Regions from separate parts of the Mus musculus genome. Here region 2 is linked to region 1. A link is a contact called in public HiChIP or PLAC-seq data. All regions are on one chromosome and are shown on one strand. Each heading gives the region's core, a stretch centred on a gene start, on an enhancer-like site or on the middle of the called end of the contact. The rest is flanking DNA. Distances are from core to core; before and after follow the strand shown.

Region 1 (7,716 bases), core at 2,046-4,545:
GTGCACAGCATATCTTCTTGTGTGCACATCTTCTAGGCTTTGCCTGACCAAAGCCATCACTTAACCACCTGGGCCAGCTCACCTAAAGCAGCCTGAAGTGACCTTTCTTCTGAGATCTCTCCTGGGCCCCACCAGCTGTTGCTTCTGCTTTCCCTGGACCCTCAGATCATGTCCCTGGGCTCCCTCTTTTTATCCGGTCAGGCATGTCTTGCTGTATTTGTCCAAAAAGGTCTTATTTAGAAGAGGAATCCAGCTGGTTATGTACTTATATCAGCTGCTGAGTGCTTGAAAATGAAAAATAAAACAGTATATGGCCTACCAGGCTTATTGGAAGGTTGAAATACGATAAGCACTGTACCCATGTGTCACCAGCATATAGCTGCTCAGCAAACACTTGAGTAAAAAGTGAATGCAAAACTTGTCTTGAGTAAGAACCTGGTTCTTGCCCCTTCTCCTTCTAACTGAGGCGTGTCTAGATGTTAGTCAATTGATACAGAGTGAGTCTGAGCTCTCACATCAATGACAGATGTAAACAGTAGATACTCTGCTCCACTGTGCTGACTAGACTGGGGGTTTTCAAAGACCTGTAACTTCTGCTTTTCCTTGGTGACAGGAGATGGGAAGGAGGTGACCCTGGTGTTTCCAACCAGAAGACCCCGACCACCATCTTGCTGACACCAGAGAGGAAGTTCCACAGCTTTGGGTACGCTGCCAGGGACTTCTACCATGACCTGGACCCCAGTGAGGCCAAGCAATGGCTGTACTTGGAGAAGTTCAAGATGAAACTCCACACCACAGGGGTGAGTTGGTCTCTTTAGAGGGGGAGCAAGGGACTGCAGTGTAGGGAGTCTTCCACTTGATTCCCTGGGTTTCTCCTAAAAAGAGGTTAATGGCCATCTAACTAGGTCTTGGAATAGCCTGGAAGGCTCCTCACATCTATTTGTGGGCTCACAGTGCATCCTGCTGTTGGGTGTGGGGAGGAGTTGTTGGGAGTATTTAGTTGTTTGTTTTGTTTAGGAAATTGACAGGCCAGAGAGCATCCCAGCTGTGACATGGGTGCAAGGTGCTGCCCTCTTGCTGCCCAAGGGGCTGTTGAAAGATCAGAGGCCCCTCTACCCACTGAGACCAACTCGTGGCTGAAGACCCAAGTAGGGGAGGTGGGTCAGGGCTGAGGCTATTTATTAACTGATCGGTTTGGAAATAATTACCAGTGTAAAAACATCTTTTATTCGCCAGATGTAATTGTTTCAGATTCTTACTGCTGAATAAGCTCACACTTTCTAACTCTTTCTGAACTCTGGTTGGCTGGTTCAATTCAGCCTGTTCCTGGCCCAAATGCTTCTCCAAGCATTCTCTTAGCTTTTGACTGAATTGCTCACCTGCAACCTGAACCTGTCTCTGTAAAATTTCTCTCTCTCCCACTCCCTCTCCCTCTCTCTCTCTCTCTCTCTGCACTGCCTTCTAAAGCTGCCTCTCTTTCTTATCTGTTCTTGTGAGAGTTGGACATATTCCATCTCTGACTCATTCTGTCAAATCTATCTCTGATTTGTCACTTTGTCTGCCTCTCAACTAGACGTCACTTTCAAACCAGGCTGCTTTCTTCTACAAACTAACTTTACCTTCATTATTTGGGATGAAAGGTGTGTCCTAAGGGCATGTCTATATTCCAGCCATAGGGATTAAAGCTGTGTCATTCCAGACAGATCACACAGACCTAGAAAGTCTTTGGATATGACCCCCTTGTCAGAGCAGCCATGTTGCTGGATTAAAATTCCTCTGCAAACCAGTACTAACAGACAGGCCACCCTCTGTGTGTGTGAAGAAAGAAGTTAAGTGGGTGTGGTAGTTATTAGAGGGCTGAATGACAGACCATCAGCTTCACTTCTAAAACTCTGAGCAAGCCAGTGTTCTGTGAGTGGCCCAGGTCAAACAGGCACCCCCTTCCCAAAGCTTCATGGGAAAGGTGGAAACTGGATGAAGACCATAGGCTCTGGCCACATGCCATGGGTCTCAGTGCCGCCCCTGACTCCTCTAAGACACTTAGTCCAAGCCACATGACCTTGCTAGACCTCGCTGTGCTTCCGTTTCAAAATTCTATTTATTTGCCTACTTTCAATTGACTCTGTGATTTTTTACATCATGAACACCAAATCCCATTCATTTCCAGGTCATTCCATATCTGCTTCCCATCCTGTAGCCTCCTCCCCCATCCCCCCCCCCAAAAAAAAAACCCATCTGGCCATGGAAACTGTGGTATGTCACAGTCTGTCAAACAGTACACTCTTCTGCTCAAACAACTTTACTTGCAGATGTTCATTGCAGTGAGTCATTGGTCTGATTTGAGGCCTCTGGTTTCTGCTACACATCAATCTTGGATTCTCACGGGGACTCCTCTTGGATATCCTGTTGTCCTGTGTCATGGAGACCCTGCAGCTTTGGATCTGTAGTACCAGCCCCTTCACATGCTCCAGCAGTTCAGAGATTGGGTAGATGTTGGGGTGAGCCAGCTCAAAGGCCTGGATCAGGACCTGGGTGGTAGCTGAGTTGGTCAGCTTGCCTGCTCTCCCATGCCCACGCCACCAGGGCCAGCTCTCCATCACTGCCCAGGCAAAGGATTGGGCCAACACTTGTGTGCCCACACCACCAGGGCCAGCTCACACTCCTTTTTAAAATGGAGACAGTTACAAGATTATGTTCACAGGGAGTATAAGGATCGAAGTGATATACATGCATGATGTCCCCAGAGGAAGGAAAGTTGTAGTCGAATGGTAGCTTCCATTGGCGTTTGAGGAGACAGCAAAGGGGAGGCAGGAAAACCCCCACTGGCACCTCGCCCTCCAGGGCTCAAGGCTTACGTGAGGTTGCATTTCTCCTGGATGAAAAGGTCTCGCACATTTTTTTTTTCAGATGGGAGGCAGTGCTGACTGTCAGAATTGGGCAATGGAGGCACGGGGAGAACTGTAGCTTCTCGGGACTCTGCTGCCTCCCCGAGCCTGAGAATCTAGAAGCTGGGCACCAGGAGAATGGGGCGCTGGCCGGGAGCAGTGAACATGAGCAGATGGTTTAGGATATAACCCAAGGCCCCACACAGACCCATCAGTAACTCGTGGCCCCGCCTCAAAACAGTGGCAAAGCCTGGCTATCTAGCCTACATCAATCTGATTAATTTGTTCCTCCCACTGAAAAGTGGGTTAGTCCAGAGGCTTCCTTCCACACCCACCCATCCCTCCCCCCACTGCCTCCGGGGACCCTGCTCATGATTTTTTTTTATGACCTCTTTCCACCCACCATCTGGCCTCTGCACCGTATCCCCTGTCAGAGGACCGTGTACGGTAGCTGCCTTGGCTTCTGGCAGAGCCAGAGAGGCAGCAATGCCTGCCTGGCTTTCAGCAGATTAGACAGAACCGGCCTTAAAATAGGAACTCTTCTATTTTAGTGACTTGGCTGGCAGCTCGCCGGGGAAGGAGAGGTTGCTGTGTGTTAGCGTCCCGCTTGGCAGTGAAGTGGCATGAATCAAGCTGTCACAGAGCTCCCAAGGGTGACCCATGTCTGGACGTTGCATGTGAACTGCACCGGACTTGGCACCTGCTCTCCATACCCAGGACTTGCTATGGGCCAGAGGCTCCTGCTCCTGAGGAGCCAAGAAGGGGAGAAGGAGAGGGAAGGAAGGAGGACACAGTGAAGGTGGGGCCTGGGGAGAACCCCCAGAGCTTTAACAGAGTAAGGAGACATTACTGCCTGGTCCCTTGCAGGGGTAAGGAGGTACGCCATTGTCTCTGCCTCTTTCAACATAGGGAAGCAGGATTCCTCTGGTCTCCAAACAGCCATCCCAAACCAAAGGCATGGTTCCTCTTAACCAAGGTCACATCTTTCTCCCTGTAGGACCTCACCATGGACACAGACTTAACAGCAGCAAATGGCAAGAAGGTCAAAGCCCTCGAGATCTTCGCTTACGCCCTGCAGTACTTCAAGGAGCAGGCTCTGAAGGTAAAGCCTAGGGGCAGTCAGCCTTACGTTAGGCCAACCTTGGGTTGCTGCACCTGCCCGGGAGGCAGAGGTGCAGCCTACGGGGAGAGCATGTGGGCTCTGAGGTTACAACAGTCGAGTATGTTCCTTTGTTGATGTTTTTTAAATTTTTTTTTTAAAGGTTTATTATTTATTCTATTTATGAGTACACTGTAGCCATTTTCAGACACACAAGAAGAGGGCTTCGGATCCCATTACAGATGGTTGTGAGCCACCATGTGGTTGCTGGGATTTGAACTCAGGACCTCTGGAAGAGCAGTCAGTGCTCTTCAACTACCCAGTCATCTCTCCAGCTCCTGAATGTGTTCTTAGGCAACGCTGGTGGGAAGGTGAAACGGTTCAGCATCTTGGAACAGATTTGGCAGTTCCTAAAAAAGACAAACACAGAGACATGACCCAGCAATTCCACTCCTAGGGAAATGAAATCACACGCACATAAAACTATTCACATTGAAAAATTCATAGCAGTGTTATTTATAAAAACTAAAAAGCGGAGACAAGTCAAATGTCCGTCAGATGATTGATAACCGAATGTTACTCAGCCATAAAAAGACATGAAATACAGATGCATATCACGGTCAGATAAACCTTTCGAACATCATACGAAATAAAAGAAACAATACATAAAAGCCTCATTATATAATTATTTCCCTTTGTATGAAATGCTCATAATAGGTAAATCCACAGAGTCATCAGTCCCTTCCCTTATAGGGTGCATATGAAATAATTGAGAAGAGCCCAGGGGCGCCCTGCCTCCACACTGCTGTGTGGGATGTAGGCACAGGCTCCTCTGGAGTTCCTGGTAAAGGACTGACTGCTCAGCAAAGCCACAGGAGGGGTGTCCCGGGGGGTGTCCCGGGGGCCAGCAGCATCTCTTCACCTTCTACACTTATTCTTCTCGGCATTAGGAACTGAGTGACCAGGCAGGGTCGGACTTTGAGAACTCTGACGTCAGATGGGTCATCACAGTGCCTGCCATCTGGAAGCAACCAGCCAAGCAGTTCATGAGAGAAGCTGCCTACCAGGTGAGGGACGTTGGGATGGTGGTGGGGGGGGGGGGCAGAGGAGAAGGAGCTGAGATTCCCACAGTGGCAACTGTGACTGTGCTCAGATATCTCCCAGCATCCACTAGCTTCCTAAGGAATATGGGAAGAGACATGGGTAAAGGGTCTTCTTGTGCCTCAGCTTCCTGGGTCAGCCTAACAGGCTCCCTTCCTCTCCCCCCTTTTCCCCACTCTCCTCCCTCCCACCTCTCCCCTCTCCTCTCCCCCTTCTTCCTCCCTCTTCCACCCTCTCCCCTCCCCTCCCCCTCTACTCTCCTCTCCTCCTCCTCCTCCTCCTCCTCCTCCTCTCTCTCTCTCTCCCTCTCTACCTCTTCCCCTCTACCCCCTCTTTCCCTCTCTCTTCTTCTCCCCTCCCTCTCTGTCTCCCTCTCCCTCACCCTTTCCCTCTCTCACCCTTCCTCTCTCTCCCTCTCTTCCCTTCCTCTCTCCCTCTCCCCTCCCTCTCTGTCTCCCTCTCCCCCATCCTCTCTCCCCCATCCTCTCTCTCTCATCCCTCCCTCTGGATTCATGTGTCTGGGTCATGGTTCCACTGTAAATTTTGGGGACTGGATTTCAAGCTGTGGCTCAGAGACATTTCCTGTAGATATGAAAGATCATGAAAAACTTCAGGAAAAGCCTTGGAAGCAAGAACATTTATATAAGAAGGGAGTAGAGGCAAGGATTCAGCTTGGCCAGGAGGCTGACAGTGGCCACCTGCCTCTGGGAACTGGACCGCCCTCTGCTTACTTGCCCGTCAGGGCCATCTAGAAGCATGTGGACTCTCCGAGAAGGGTAAGGGCTAACATACCGAGTGCTGTCAGGCTCCCACACTAGGGCAGCTCCATGGTGAACCTGTCACCCTCAGAGCCAAGACTCTCTCTCCCAAGATTGGTGACCAGCTATCAAGAGTTCACCCATGCCGTAGATGTTCACAGCCTCTCTGATGGTTGATACTGATGGCCAGCTTGACAAGATCTGGAATCTTCCAGGAGACAAACATTAAGGCATGTCTGTGAGGAAATTTCTGGCCATAGTTGATGTGGGAAGATCCATCTTACAGCAGGAGGCACCTCTCATGAGCAGGAATCCTAGGCTGACTAAGCTGGAGAAAGGGAGCCAGGCACCAACATTCATTCTTCCTGCTTCCTGGCGGTGCAGTGTGAGCCTCTGCCTCAGGTTCCCGCTACCATGCCTTTCCCTCCATGACCGTGACCAGACTGTACTCCCAAACCTGGGGCCAAAATAAATCCTGCCATCTTTGAACTACTTCTGTCAGGTGTTTTCTGCTAGCTGCAAGAAACGTACCAATGCGGCCTCCCTACCATCACAGATAACTGTGCCAAGCAGTCTTCTGTGGTCTGTCCCTGTCCCCAGCCGAGCTGGCTTTTGATGAGCCTGGAACAGTACTCTGCCTTGAGAGTCAGGGTTTGGTCTTTAATCTCAGTCCTAGCCAGGGCTGGCACGTCATCAGTGCCTTAGATGTCTCCTTGTCCTCTGTCCTCATAAGACCTCCCAAGAGACACCATACCCACTTTTTCTCAGGAGGCAGACTTGTGACATCAAGCCAGTAGCCATGTATATGATCCTTTCCTACCAAGAGTCACCGAAGCACCCTGATCCCCAGCAGGTGGTAATGTGGCCCCGTGAGTTTGAGCACCACAGGCTCTGTTCAGTACTTAGGGCTTTACCCAACGCAGCTCCCAGAGCTCAGCTTGTTCAAGGTCAAGGGCGGATTATCCTCCGCTCACAGTCCCCTTTCCGGGGCTGTTTCCTCTGCTCTCCCCCTCCTCTGTGCGGTGAGAATCTGGCTCTATGTATGAAGCTGCCAAAAATAGATTTGCTTTTATAGGGCTGAAGTAAGAGGCAGGAAGTTGCAGAAGGAGGCAAACCTTTAAGAAGAGAAGGATGCAGACGCACCTTAGTTGTTCACAGGAGCCCTGGGCATAAGCCTTCAGGGTGTGTCCAAAGATGGGTGTGTTCAGGGGTGGGCCGTCGGGACTTGACCATTTGCCCATACTGCACTGTGCTCTGAACAGTTCTCAGGAAGGATATGCAAACTTCATGGCCTCAGCTCGAACTCCCCAGCCCACAGGAAGGCTTCAGCAGCAAATGTATGACCTGTAGAGGGGTCAGATCTTATTTTTAGACTGGAATAAAAAGAGAGGTGCGTGGTTGGTCAATTTGTTAGTCCGGGCAGCTCTGGCCTGGCTCTTCCTAGGATGGAGTCTCTGAGTGGGTAGGACAAGGGGTGGAGTCACCCTTCAGAGTCTCAGGAGAAAAATCCGACAAGGAAGGGCATAGTGTCCTTGGTGGAATAAAGATGGCCTTACAAGCCAGGGGTGGTGGCTGATCCCTGTAATCTCAGTACTTAGAAGGCTGAGGCAGGAGGATTGGTTTGCTCAGAGGCATGCAGGACATTGAGACTGTCTTCTAAGTCAGGTTAACTTTTCTTTGGTGGTGGGTCCTTTATAGCCACTTTGTTTGTTTGGCTAGTCTTTGATTTTTTTTTTTTTTTTACTCATTTCTTCATTAGGCCCTTACACTGGGGCCCCTGTGTGCCAGGCTCTGAAAGGCACTGGATAGAATGGCCCAGCTGAATTAGGGTCCTCAGGTTGCTCATGGGGCCCAATGGCTTACAGATAGGAAC
Region 2 (7,716 bases), core at 2,263-4,762, 350 kb before region 1:
GCTGCACAGAACAAGCTTGTCGCAGATTATTCAAATAATTGAGCGGGTCCCCCTCCCCTTTCTTTTGCCAATGGACACACAGCTTTCATTTGGCTGGGAGCAGCAGCTGCTTTTCTGAAATTTCCATCCAGGGCTTCCATCCTCCACTGTGTCCTCTGGGAAACCTGTCATGGTTTTTCTGGATGGATGCCCGCAGAATTTTAAACCAGAGAGAGAGAGAGAGAGAGAGAGAGAGAGGAGTCAGAGTAGAGAGAAAAGGGGAGAGAAGGAGGTAGGAGGCACAGAGCACTATACATAACAAAAAGCAAGTGTAGTTGGTAGTTATGATTGACTTTTATTTAATTTTGTTATGTCAAGTGCCTGGAGCCTAGATGGGCATCTGGCAACAGTGTCTTTCTCGTACTTCCAAAATGCAGCTCTGATTAAAGCCAGTGAGTTCACATAGCTGATTGGTTTGTTCTAGATCATGTAGAAGACAGCTTGCATGTGTTTCGCTGAAGACCTCCTGGGTGCTACATCGCTTTTGACATTTCCAGACCTTGATAAATCTCTATATCATCAAACCAGATAGAGAGTCCCAATGTCTTCCTTTCTCAAGAAAGCATTTGTAGATTCAATAAGCATTGAATGGTGGTGTGTCTCTGCCCTCAGAACTAAGAGTCTCCCAACTTTAAACGGTACAATTTTTCCAACAAAGTTGTTAGAAAGATTCGCCCCCAGCCAGTAGAAATGTGAAATCCTGAACTTTGATCCCAGACAGTCATCAGACAACTTTAAGACACAGAGAACTGGATTTTGTTCACCCCAAATCAGGTCGGTGCAGGATGATGCTTCTAGGAAATGCTCCTGGCTAGTAATAAATAGCATGGCCAGAAGCAAGATTTTATGTTTCTACATCCATCTCATGTCATTTGGGCATGAAGTGAAAACAAATGTCAAATACTCAAAATGTTTTAGTATTAACATTAAGGTCATAGCCATGTGTTTCTTTGAGCACTCTGCATCCCTTGGGGATTCCCGGGAAACTCAAAGCAGGGAGTAGCTGGGAACTAAGTCAGAGCCGACCTGGAATACTGACTTCTGAGGTTAGCCAGAGAGAAGTTCAAATTCTGTATTCACTAATCTGAGGTTTGGACAAGTAATTGAAAGTAATTTGACAAGAACTGAGTCCTCTACTCATTTAGCTCTAAACTGGGATGTTACCTTCCCAAGAAAGGGGTTAAGAATATTAAATGTATTTAGACACCCAATATGGGAGTGCTCAAAACAAACAATCAGCTGCTCCAGGGTTCAAATGAAGGGGCAGGGCCAGCTCCCAAGAAATCTGAAATGGTGAGCTGGCCACTTTTATTTTTTAAAAAGACTTCCTTCCAGGCCTTTGACTTCTCGTGTAGTAGGTGTCCTCCCGGTAACTAGGAGGCTGCAGAGTCCCAAGGCCTAGGGGCCTGAACCATCTAAGATGGTCGATTTCTATCTGGACTGTTGTTGGGGTCTCAATAATTCTTCAAGGTTTTTAAAGTCAGAGTGGGGACTCCCACTTGCCGCTAAGCAGGAGTCCGGACACTTCACGCAGGTTATTCCGTTCTGCCTACCGCCTGGTGTGTGTGTGTGTGTGTGTGTGTGTGTGTGTGTGTGTGTGTGTGTTTGGGCTGGAATTCCGGACCTGCACCCGGAGCAGTACTCCCGACGGATCTCAGCAAGGGCACCCATCCGAAGCCTCAGGAATCCTCCTTCACAGGTGTAGTCGTTGGGGCCAAGGCAGTGGGCGTACCGCACTTCTCCAGTCGGCCGGCTAGCTCGCCAAGGAGAGACCCTTTTCTTCTTTCCGCTTCCTTGCGTTCCTGTGGGGTAGAAGTTCTAGGCACTTGCGGGCCGGGTCTCACAGAGGCGTCCCGCCTGAGGACAGCTCCCGCAGAGATCTATATCTTTGGGCTCTCAATCTGTCCCCGGGATACTCCCCGCTCAGTGAACATCACTCAACATAATCACCCCAAGTATCCCCAATCATATAAAGTCAACTCCCCAAGGTCTGCCTGAGTGCCACAGAAACCTTGGGAACAGACCAAACGCGATTGCTCCTAAGAGACCGGCCGGAGGTGGCTTGGAGAGGAGCGTTGTTACCCGGCTCGGCCCACCCCCTCCACGTTCAGCAGTCTCGAGGGACCGCGGTGGTGGCCGGGAGGTGACAGCCGGACTGTGGGGCGGGCGCAGAGCCCCTCGGAGGCCGCCACACACACTCGCTGTCCTCCCCACTCACTTTGTGCCTCCCACCCTCTCGCCCAGACCCCCGCCCCTCCCCCGCCCGCCTCCGCCCCATTCTTGGAATTGTGTGGAAAAATTCTCAGCCAAACCTCCCACCTCTCCTCGCCTCCCCCCCCCCACTCCCTTTTAAAAACCCCCTTTCCTCCGCGGCCCCTGCACTCTTTGTGAATGAGGGCCGGGAACACGGCCCTTCCCCCGCCCAGGAGCCACGCCAGACCGCCGCACTCAGAGGACTGTTTGTTAATAGTCCAATTAGATAATTGCCATCTTTCACTCCTTTTGCTCCGCATTTCCCATAAAGGAATGAATGGGGAGAGCGGCGTGGAGAGGGCTTCTGCCCCGGCAAGGTGACGAGAAGGGCTGGAGCAAGCTCCTTGCACAAGGCCATGCGCTTGAATTGAATCATTGTGGCCTAATCAATGCTGTTATTGGATTACTGGCTGTTGCTTTTCTCAAAGACATTGTAGCAAGACAATGAAATAGCTAGGGGGAAACTTTTTTTTTGAAGCAGATCTCACAGTTGAGATTTTTTGCTCTCTCTCTCTCTCTCTCTCTCTCTCTCTCTCTCTCTCTCGTATTCCTCCCTCCCTCTACCCCCCCCCCCCCACTCTGAGTACAAAGCTGCCCTTTGAATGGGCTGCCTCAGGGCCGCTGGAGGTGCAGGCATGAAAAAAATCCAACTGGGGCTACAGGAAGAGGGGCGGCAGTTTAAGATGGCTGTCAACGTCGAGGTGTGTTAAGGAGTCGCTTGGGGAGAAAGCTTGGCTTTTTTGGAGTGTGGGGGAGAGACTTTAGGGGGAAACTTTTCTCCTCCCCCCTTCTTTCCCCACCCAGAGGCAACTGCTTTCTATAGCTACAGGGACTGAGGGGGTAACCCCCCCCCATCTGGCTCTATCTGGAGAGTCTAGAGGAACCCCCCTTTAGCCAGTATGTGAGCAGGACGGTCAAAGGCAAAGAGAAAGTTAATAATGCCTGCTAATGGTGTTAGCAATTCAGGATGAATCTTGTCAAAAGTTTTTCTGGAAGTGTGGGTCTTTGATTGTGTTTCCCGAAAGCAAGACCAATCATTTCCGTTTATTCACTGGCTAAACCCCTACTTGATTGGGGACAAGGACAGAAACCATCCATTACGATCTGATATATTATCCAAACAATTTAGTGTATTCGTGAGGTAACTGAAACGTGGGGGCTGCGAAATTACCCGTAATCAATTGCAACAGCGAGTGTGCGTCCCCCCCGGGTGTCGGACAACCACAACTCGGCCGTCTCAGTAACAGGCGGAGCCGCAGCGTTTCGGAGTTGCGCTGTTCGCTACCTGATCGCCAGGCTGGGGACACTGGACGTGCTCAAAGGACGCGGGCGCTGACGAGGCGGCCTCGCCACCGGGATCCTGGACAAGACCCGCCGCCTCTCTACCAGCGCGCCACTCTCCTGTCTGCGCTGACCCTCCGCGGCCGCCGAAGCCACCCCGCGGGGACATTCATTCTGGCGGGCGACCGAGCTTAGGTGCTGCGTTGTAGGGGTTTTGTCCCCTTTTGCTTCTTCTTTTCCCACCCTCCTTCTTTTCTGTGTTTTTTTGTTTTTGTTGTTGTTTTCTTTCTTTCTTTCTTTTTGCCTATGTTCGGGAAACCAGACAAAATGGACGTCCGGTGCCACTCGGACACCGAGGCCGCCAGGGTCTCGAAGAACGCGCACAAGGAGAGCCGGGAGATCAAGGGCGCCGAGGGGAGCCTTCCGGCCGCCTTCCTCAAGGAGCCGCAGGGCGCCTTTTCCGGGTCTGGCGCTTCGGAAGATTGTAACAAAAGTAAATCCAATTCCTCAGCGGACCCAGATTACTGTCGCCGGATCCTAGTCCGAGGTAGGGATGGGCAGGGCTTTGGAACGCGTTCTTTTCGGGGTAATTCCCCTGCCGCAGCTTCGCGTCGCTGCTTAGGGCTGGCGAGGACTTGGGAGAAAGTTGTTGTTGGCCCTTTTCTTTCTTGGGTCCGGTCGGTCGCGGGGACCTGTGCCTGGGGCTCCTCTCAAAGCGCTCTTTCTGGGCCCTAGCAGTCCGGAGGGGCCCCGCAGCACGGTTGCGGGAAGGAATCCAGACCGTGACTGTGGACCGGCCACCAAGCTGGGGCTCGGACCCAGCTCCTCCAGGGGAACGTGCGCGCGTCCTCCGGCCTGCAGGCGTGTGTGCCATGGAGGGCAGAGCGCACCCGATGGAGCAGTGGGCTAGGACCCGTAGCCTCCCGCCGCTGGCCAGAGCCAGCCAGTTAGCTGGTAGGGCTGAGGGCCCTGGCGCTGCGCTCCTGGCCTGGCTGCAGTGGCCTAGAGAGATCGCCGACCTGCGTCGCAGGTCTGCGAATGCCGCCTCTTTGCTTCGCTCGTCCTCGCTCAAGGAGCGGTGTGCGCTCCTCCCGGGCACTGGTGGCGCTGAGGCCCAGCTTCAGCCGGCGCCGCCCCCGCTAGCTGTTAGCCAGGCCCCGCAAGCCGACATTCAGTCCCTCCTCCTTCTGCTGTCTGGACTGAAGCGGGCCGGAGACCCGGGGTAAGGGTGGGGACCACAGGAGTGCAGGCTGCCCTGCAATCTGGGACCATACTGGGAGGTGGGGTTACCAGTAAGAGCCCCTTTGGGCTACTGGGGACTCGGATCACACACCAGAGGCCCCCTAGGCCGGAAGGAGCATTTACCTATTTGGAATTCAGGTTTGTTTTTTGTTGTTGTTGTTGTTTTTGTTTTTGTTCTTGTTTTTTATTGTTTGTTTGTTTCCTCCTCCGGTGTCTGGGAGAACTCTTCAGAGACAGTCTGGTTACTCTCCCAGTTAATAGTATGAAGTTAGCCCCCTTGGCCTCCATACACTCAGAGAATCTCAGCTTTATGATTGCGGCCACCCCATACACTGGCAGCAGCCTACCGGAGATTTGTCCCTAGCTAGCTCTGATCAAGGAGGCAGAGAAAACCGGGGGCGGAGGTTCTGGTGGCTGACGTCTACCCTTTCCTAGATGCCAAGGGGTCTATCCGAGAAATCATCCTGCCCAAAGGCTTGGATCTGGACCGGCCCAAGAGGACTCGCACGTCCTTCACCGCGGAGCAGCTCTACAGGCTGGAGATGGAGTTCCAGCGTTGCCAATACGTGGTGGGCCGGGAGAGAACCGAGCTGGCTCGGCAGCTCAATCTCTCTGAGACCCAGGTACCTAGCTGCCAGGTGCTCACACCACCAGGCTTCCTCTTCCCCTCTCCAGGATGACAGCTTGCCTTTCCTCACAATCTACCTAGCTTTGGACCAAACCTCCCAGGGACGTGGAGGAAACGGAACGAATGGGGACGAAGGTCTTAAGGCTCCCTCCTCTTTATTAAACTGTCTTCTCCTCGTTCACAAATCTGCCAGTCTAATTTCTGCATACCTTGACTTGGCCTAGGGACCCCATATTCTGTCCTTCTGGAATTCTTTTTGACTCTTAGGAATTTTTGGATGGCTTCTGATTTTTAAAAGGCTGTTTTCCCCCATTTGGATACATACCATCTTGGCTATATTCCCAGTAACACCCCATTTTGGGGCTTTTAGCTTTACTCAGCACCTAGATCAATTCTGCAGGAATTAGAAAGCGGTGCCAATTCTCAGAAACCTGCCTGTGCAAAGCTAGCGGCCCCCACCCCTTAAACAGCCAGCCGGACCACCACTCTGGGATCCTAAGAGGCCTGTGCCAATGACAGGGCGTGTCAGTCAGATGGGCAGCAAATCTGGTGACTTGGGTGCCCACCGTGTATATTGTGTCTTTTGCATTTTAGGTCCTCTCCTTACCATAAAGTCCCATGCTGCTTTGGAGCTGACCCTGTGAGCTAAGGGCCCAGAGCATTAGAGGGAGATTTTGTCCCTTCCGGACTGTTGAGGGGTTGGTCAGTTCTCTTTCTAGTTTGTTTTCCTATGCCCAGCCCTGAAGCAGGTGGAGAGCATTTTAGGCCTAAAATCTGGAGGGAATACTGAGAACTGAGGGCAGAACAGATGGGGAAATCTGAGTTTAAGTTGGCATCATAACCTTTTTTTTTTTAATTGTGTTAACCCCCGTTTAGCTTTCAAAGCCTAAATAGGATGGGTTTTCCATACAGCGACTACCCTCCGTTCTAGGCCAGAAGAAGCAGAAGGGAGGGGGTGGAATTTATTTGGTCTCCCCCAGCCTCCTATCTTCCTCCCATGATTCCAAAGTTTCCAGTGGATTGCAGAGGGTGGGCTAAATGAAAAGGAACGTTTAGACCCTTCAAACCAGCTAGTAAAGAAAGGTGGTGGAGAAAGCTGCACAAATGTCTGCTTTCCACCCCGACCTTGTCTGTCTGCAGCTGTCTTTTGCCTAACAAGCAGGGAGCAGTTCCTCAGAGCCTCTAAGAGGCGCAAGTAGATTTTCTAGTGCTAAATTTGAACTCACTAGTCTAGATCTGGATCTAGCCTGAGACACTGATCCCCAGCCACTTCAGCTTTCTGCACAGCTTTGCTCTGGCCTTAAGCTCTCAGCCTGTGCTGATTCTCCAGTTTGTGAACCCAAAACTGTTCCATGAGTACCGCAGCAGCACACTGAAATACCTCTATCTTTCTTCCCTAGTGGCGTGGACATTTTTACTACTTTGCTTTTGTAACCCGCGCTGGCCTGGGCCTGCTTGCATGACCCGGAAGCGTAGTCCAGTGGAGTGGTGTCCCCCTCGTGGTGGCTGTTGCTCGCTAGCCGTTAGCTGCTTAGGAGCTGAGACCCTCTGCTGCGGGGTGGGGCTGCGGCGAGGGCTGAGGTTGGGGGAGGGTCTCACACGCCCTCCCGCCCCCCCAAACCCTGCAGCTTTTGACCCTGCTTTTTTCCTGTTGCTCTCTCCCACTTTTACTCCTGCCTCTCTGCGCGCAGGTGAAGGTCTGGTTCCAGAATCGGCGGACTAAGCAGAAGAAGGACCAGGGCAAGGACTCGGAGCTGCGCTCGGTGGTGTCGGAGACCGCCGCCACGTGCAGCGTGCTGCGGCTCTTGGAGCAAGGCCGCCTGTTGTCGCCTCCCGGGCTGCCCGCCTTGCTGCCGCCCTGTGCCACTGGCGCTCTAGGCTCGGCGTTGCGCGGGCCCAGCCTCCCGGCCCTGGGTGCAGGCGCTGCCGCGGGCTCCGCCGCTGCCGCCGCCGCTGCCGCCGCCGCCACTGCCCCGGGTCCCGCAGGCGCGGCGTCCCAGCACCAGCCGGCCGTGGGCGGCGCTCCCGGCCCAGGGCCTGCAGGGCCGGGAGGACTGCACGCGGGAGCACCGACTGCCAGCCACGGTCTCTTCAGCCTGCCGGTGCCGTCGCTGCTAGGCTCTGTCGCCAGCCGCCTGTCCTCCGCCCCGTTGACGATGGCTGGTTCGCTAGCCGGGAATTTGCAAGAACTCTCAGCCCGTTACCTGAGCTCCTCGGCCTTCGAGCCTTACTCCCGGACCAACAATAAAGAAGGGGCCGAGAAAAAAGCGCTG

Evidence for each region. HiChIP or PLAC-seq counts read pairs in DNA pulled down with a chosen protein or histone mark.
Region 2: an H3K27ac HiChIP or PLAC-seq map of microglia shows a contact between it and region 1, with 6 times the contacts expected there. The contact joins the promoter of Vax1 here to the enhancer-like site in region 1. A contact is called at or near these places in 4 of 39 promoter capture datasets (HPC-7-derived erythroid cells, cranial neural crest, liver and 1 more) and 6 of 115 datasets of contacts at active chromatin or transcription factors (embryonic forebrain, embryonic hindbrain, embryonic midbrain and 2 more).

The regions. Positions count from the first base shown.
Region 1 is chr19:58,818,335-58,826,050 of GRCm38.p6, reverse strand. It overlaps Hspa12a (heat shock protein 12A), which reads left to right. Exons shown (of 12, transcript NM_175199.3): 4 at 614-800; 5 at 3,883-3,987; 6 at 4,935-5,051. Among named protein-coding and RNA genes, the nearest start is that of Gm41877, 28 kb to the right of the region's middle. Within about 2 kb of position 3,295, at least 41 of the 459 cell types and tissues checked have an H3K27ac peak or open chromatin away from gene starts, as enhancers often do. A contact at or near this core is called in microglia, where this site is marked.
Region 2 is chr19:59,166,193-59,173,908 of GRCm38.p6, reverse strand. Vax1 (ventral anterior homeobox 1) reads left to right here and starts at 3,512. Exons shown (of 3, transcript NM_009501.3): 1 at 3,512-4,120; 2 at 5,251-5,438; 3 at 7,135-7,716. The coding sequence starts at 3,880. It overlaps 4930442E04Rik (RIKEN cDNA 4930442E04 gene), which reads right to left and starts at 2,128. Exons shown (of 2, transcript NR_167767.1): 1 at 1,664-2,128; 2 at 315-550.